Linked DNA regions of Anas platyrhynchos: region 2 is linked to region 1. Evidence: chromatin contacts called from public Hi-C data. All regions are on one chromosome and are shown on one strand. The core of a region is the stretch at or near the end of the contact, and the rest is flanking DNA. Distances in the headings are between cores, read along the strand shown. Region 1 overlaps KIAA1549 (KIAA1549 ortholog). Region 2 holds the start of ATP6V0A4 (ATPase H+ transporting V0 subunit a4).

The links. Hi-C and Micro-C count contacts between places; a contact is called where the count stands out from the background.
Region 2: a Hi-C map of skeletal muscle shows a contact between it and region 1, with 1.8 times the contacts expected there. The contact joins the promoter of ATP6V0A4 here to the enhancer-like site in region 1. A contact is called at or near these places in 2 of 8 Hi-C or Micro-C datasets (F5 follicle and skeletal muscle).

The regions. Positions count from the first base shown.
Region 1 is chr1:59,659,757-59,662,639 of IASCAAS_PekinDuck_T2T, forward strand. The region is part of intron 10 of KIAA1549 (KIAA1549 ortholog); the gene reads left to right. Among named protein-coding and RNA genes, the nearest start is that of TMEM213, 48 kb to the right of the region's middle. Within about 2 kb of position 1,400, at least 1 of the 8 cell types and tissues checked has an H3K27ac peak or open chromatin away from gene starts, as enhancers often do.
Region 2 is chr1:59,708,760-59,711,642 of IASCAAS_PekinDuck_T2T, forward strand. It overlaps ATP6V0A4 (ATPase H+ transporting V0 subunit a4), which reads left to right and starts at 1,446. Exons shown (of 21, transcript XM_038181139.2): 1 at 1,446-1,579. It overlaps TMEM213 (transmembrane protein 213), which reads right to left and starts at 295. Exons shown (of 3, transcript XM_021273720.4): 1 at 1-295.

The sequences.
Region 1 (2,883 bases), core at 150-2,649:
ATTCACATTGTGATTGTAGCAAAATGACAGTGTGAATGGAAGGCTTTTATAGCCAGAGCTGACAGGCTAGGTGATTTGTTTGTATACTTTATCTCCTCAAATTACAGGTGCCTGCATGAAATGGCAACATCGTTTGAAAGGATCTCTGGGCGAGAAACAGATTTACCTTAGTTTTACGATAGTCATGGATAATGGGGCACAACAAGGAAGAAGGGAAAAGAAACTGTAGCTTCATTCTAGCAAGCAGATTATTTCTACAGTGTATATTAATGTGCTTTCATTCTGTCTGCATTAAGCGCTCTTTAGATTTATAAATGCGTCTTGAGTTATAAGACCACGGGATTATCTTTGCTCACTGTGCCTAACAAAATGCCAGCACAAACACTGAAATTGCTAATCTATGTTCTGTCTTAAAGTTTGTCAGCAATTTTCTCACTATTTGAGAAAGTGTTTCTGGACTGTCTTGTGTATGTACCCTGTCCAGACAGTGAGAGACACATTATGAACGTATTTTCTTGCCTCACAAATTGGGAATTTTTTTTTTAATTTGTAATTTTTTGACATGCTCTGCTACCTGTTAGAGATTGCAGTTGATACCAGACTTGCTTATGTGGCCTTTGAGAAGTAATTTTTTGACATATCATATGGAAATGAAACTGTTGGAACTGAGACTCAGCAGTCACCTCTATTTTATAAAGTTGATGATCATTTTCTGACTTATTCCTGACACTTTCATCTAACTAGTGTGCAAAGGAACCTCACCAAAGCCTGCTTCGTACTATCCACCCTGCAGCATTTCTGTGTTAGGAGGAAAGCTAAAACTATGTACGATTCAGACACAAAACTCTGCGTATTACAGCAGTTACCTTAGCAGCCTATGGGCATAGATGCACTCGGAATTAGGGGCTCTCAGCAACATGCTTTCTCTCGTGTTTTGTGAAATTCACTGAGCTGTCATGGGAGTATTAATGTGGCAGCAGGAAATGCACGAAGGAGAAGAATGGGGATGATGAAAACCCATGAAAAGCATCTGTCTTTAAAATAAAATATTTCAGAACAGGTGTCTTAAGAATTCAAGGCTTTTAAGAATTTTTGGAAATCTGGAGTTTTCTTTATTCATTTGTTTCTAATCCTGTGCCAGGGGCAGAATTCCTGAGGTAGTGCTTTTCATGGCATTCCTTCTTATATCTGTGATGTGGTGGTGGGCAGGAAATCATGGTTTTGACTTCTCAGAGAAGGAAAGGGGGACCAGATGATGTACACTATCTTTTTCTGATTTTCTGTGCCAGCATCATCTATACTGTGCACCCTTTTTCTCAGGCTTGATGGTAGAAACCCCTGCAACTATAAGCATGTTTCTTCTCCACAAGGACACATTTGCTCAACTGCTTGAGCTATTCCCAGTAATGGTGACAGCTGACAGAAGTGCTGCTGTGATGACAAATGTGAAATACAATTTATACGATGACGTACTGCTCCAGCATGAGAAAATTTTGTGTGTTTTGCACATACAAGCCCTTCTTTGGCTCTCAGATCTCAAAACCCTACTTTTTTGAGACAAGGCTTGCTGTAGGAATGCAGGCTCTAACAGAGTCATAAGAGTAGCAAGAGAGTATCCCATATAAGAGATTATATATTGAACTGCCAGTATACAAACCCTTCTTATACGGAGATCAATGGTTATCACGTGAAGGTATTTAAATCTATTTAGAAACCTTTTTAACTAGTTTTAAAACAAAAGTCATAAACCAACCAGGAGCAATGAGCGATCTCTAAACATTTCCCAGTGATGCTTAATATTTTTTAAAGGCCAAGAAAGAATTTGTGCTTATGGCACAAGTTAGTTTCATCATGTATTTTATATTTTATAGGTAAATTGTGTGAACAGCACAAAAAGACCTTGAAATACAAATGGGTTTTCTCTCAGTATTTTCAGGGAGGCAATAAAGAAAGAACTCTTCTGTATGATCTTCTAATGTGTTTTATTGATCAATGAGTTACTGTGCCTTGATTCAGATGTCCATTATTGTTGTTGAATTGCATATATAATTTGTATTCATACTTTCCAGACAATACATGGCTGTGATGCAAAATGATTTTATGTTGAAGGGGAGCAATATAAGCAAAAGATGGAGCATATATACGTATGTGCATAGCGAATGGGAATGATATGAAAAGAATGAGCTGAATAGGAAGATGAGACTGAATGAGAAAGGTGAACAGACTTCAGTATTTCTAAGTTCTTGTTTATTGGTAAATTGATAGATATTTTAAGTATCTGAAGGAATAGTTACTGCAGACAGTATGGATGAATGATCGCTGTTGGAGGAAATAGTAGTCCATATCTTGGATAGAGTAGTAGAAGCAGAGTAAAAAAAAAAAAAAAAAGTTAAGAAGACTCTAGCAAGCAATGCAAATAATTATAATTACTGGTGTATCATGAGAGTAATGCAATTACTACAGTGAATTCACACTACCCTATGGTATAGTGCCCTGGGAATACAGAGAAGCATTTGGTGCTGTTCATCTTTGATTGTAGAAGGAAGTTTGCGATGTTTAATAGCTTTAAACAACACTAGATCAGACTGCTTATTTACATCTTCAACCCATATTAGTGTTAAGAATACCGATTCCCTCTTCCTTGCTGCATTTAAATAGATTTGAAAACATTTTTTTCTGTAGTTTCTTTATCCTGTCATTTTTGTAACATTTCATGTGCTTGTATTTTACTAAGGCTATATAAGTCATCAGGACTTCTTTACAGGGATTCCAGTCCTGTTCAGATATTATGTGCCAACACTCAAATTCTATTTTTGAAATCATGCTTAGCATCTTTGTTTCCTTAGAAATGTATTTTAATAGCCTCTGCTCAGTGTTTCTATC
Region 2 (2,883 bases), core at 196-2,695, 49 kb after region 1:
ACAACAGGGTGAAGAAGGAGAAGGGCTCGGAGCAAAACAGCCCCAGCAGGAGGTGGGTACGGGCGCTGAGGCAGCAGGGGGAGGGCCCCTGAAGGTCAAACCTGGAGGTTTCTCCCCAGGGCCTGCTGCAGCCTGAGGGAGAAAGCCCTCTGGATCCAGACCTTCCCAGAGGGGTCCTCAGGCAACTTCTGTCGCCTGAGTCTCTGCTTGATCCTGCAGAGATGGGCTAAAAGAGCTGTTGAAGTGCTTCTGGTGGTGGCTTGGTCTGATGAGCACCACACATCGCTGCAGTTCCACAGGCTGTTGGCTCTGCGTGCCCCTGGCTGTGACCCATCACAATGTCCTTCCCAAAGAAAGCTTCAGGCATTAAATCAGGAAGAAAGCCTCTGTCAGAGGTGGACTCTGTGGGGAAAACAGGTTGTTGGTGCTCTCCACCACGGCCAGAAATGATTCTGGGTGTTGATGTGGAAATAAAGGCATCTGGAGCCCGCCTGGGATGGTCAGCTCTCCTGTGGGAGGTGAGGGAGAAGGCATCTGTGGCAACCATCTGAGTAGGATGGGCAGTATCTAAAATTTTTTCTTCCATCCACACTGCTAAAGTCAGCAAGCAGTGGCATGACAGGCTTCCAGTGGGAACTGCAGTGAATGGGATGTGATGGGGGTGCTGGTATAAAAATAAAAATAATAATAATTAAAAAACCCTGAGAAACATTTGGTTTCCCTTTGTTTAAGAAAAAGCTCAGGAGCAAAACATATGAGGTTTCAGCCTTGACCAGTGTCCCCCTTGCTGTCCTCCCTGGTGCTCTGCTCCTTTGCAGGTATTTGCATGTAGGCACAGAAGGATGCAGGCACCAAGGGGCTCCCCTGGAGAAAGACCTCCCTGAGCTGCAGAGGAGTGCAGGCCAGCCCAAAAGGACACACTTGCCGTCCTTGCCTCCCTGTTTTGGTGTCAACATGCCTTCAGGACTGGAGGAGTCACGGGCTGCCGACAGCCAGTCCATGGCAGCCGCCTCCCACCTCTGCTGGTGTGCATGGCCCTTGTCCTTCATCTGACACCCCAGGAGTGCCTGATGGCATGTCCTGTTCAGCTGGCAGCTGCCTGGGTGCATGACCCCAGCCAAGGTGGCTCTCAGCCTGGATAGACACGGGGCACAGCAGGAGAGGTGCTGAGAACGCACTCCTACTGCTCAGGGTTGCTTGGAGGTAGCCCGTAGGACAACCTTCATATCAGCCTGATATCAGTGTCTAAGTCCTTTTGTGCTAATTTTCTTTAATTCATGCTTTTATCTGAGCGCTCTGTTGCATCAAAACTAAACTAAGACTCAACTGTTTTACTCTGGGTAGGAACGATGCTCTGCTCGCTTCCAGCTTCACCAGTCCTTCCTGAATTTCTCAACCATGCCTCCTGCTGAAAGCTAATCTGGCATTTAATTTTGCAGAAATAATGAGTACAAGTGTTCTGTGCAGCGCAACATGTTTGTGGGACAATGAAAGAAGATGAAACTGCCCTGCTGTTATGTGAATGAATGAAATATCTTCTGAATTTTAACTACTACCTAAATACTCTGACAGCTTGCAGGTAAGCCTGCCCATTTTAAGGGATACTGAAAATACTTTATATAATTAACATAAAGTATTTATTTTCCTTTATAACAATTTTTCCCTCTGTAACACAGAAAGTGCTGCTCCAAAGTCTTCTGAAGCAGTGAAAGGCTGTGTTTTGCTTCAGTGATTTTTGGATAGAACTGGAAATGAAGGCTTTGCTCCATAAGTTTGGGCACAATGGGAGCCCTAGAAAATCATCTCCTGACACAGATTTGGATTTGTTTCATTTCTTATGTGTAATGCATTCATATTTCAGTGCTGTGACTGTCTGTGGAGCGGTAAGACTCTCCAAGCTGTCCCTAGCTTGGTCCCTACGCATTGTACCAACTCCAGTCTGTGTGAGGATGCCTTGCTGTGTGACATGGCCACAGCACCAGCAGAGAAAGGGGTCTCCTTCAGCTTGTGCTGTCCTGTCCATGCAGTTCTCAAGGCATGACTCGGTTTACCCTAAAACCGTGTCCCTCCCTACCTCTCTCCTTAGAGACTGTTCCACAGTGTGTAGGGCTGCTGGTCAGCTTTTTCTGATAATTACTAAGAAGGCAATACTTCACACACAAACCAATCGTGTGTTTTGTGCCACAGGGAGAGCTTCAGCATTAAGTTTCTCTGCTGAAGAAGGTATTACCCTTGACATACCACTACCAGGCGTGTCTCTTAGGGAATTATTACCTTTTATCGTACACACGCATTCTCATTCTGTCTATATATACATATGTATGTTTTCTGTTTACATGTGCAACATGTTTATGTTTTGTGTTCCCAAGGGAAATCTGATTGCTGCTCCAACCCTGTTGTATCCCTGCAGTGACCAACACTATGGTAACTGAGCGGTAGCACTCTGTTTAGCTCAGGGCAAAGCACACAACCTTGCTGTTTTTATTTGAGGTGAATTTAACTACACCCTACCCTGATTTCTGTGTACCTGAGGTGCTTCCCTGCTCAGCTGCTGCAACGGGGTGTAGCTTGGGTGAAAGCTCACACATTAACATGTAGTGTGGCCAGCCAAAACCTCCTGTGTGGTGGAGCTGAGCATAGAGTGGTTACTGAGATGCTGATCCCAGTGACACATAGAGCTGCATGAAACTTCCCTAGGCTGCTGAAAATCGTGACACCCCTGCAGTTGCCTCTTTGGGATCTCCCTTAGCTTTGCATATTGACAGAGCAGTCTATGGCTGGTTGATAATTCCCAGCTGACAATTCACAAGGACTCTGCTCAACTTACAGAGGGGATCGTGGTACTATTAAGCCAATGAGTAGGCTAGGTGGTCTGACCTACTG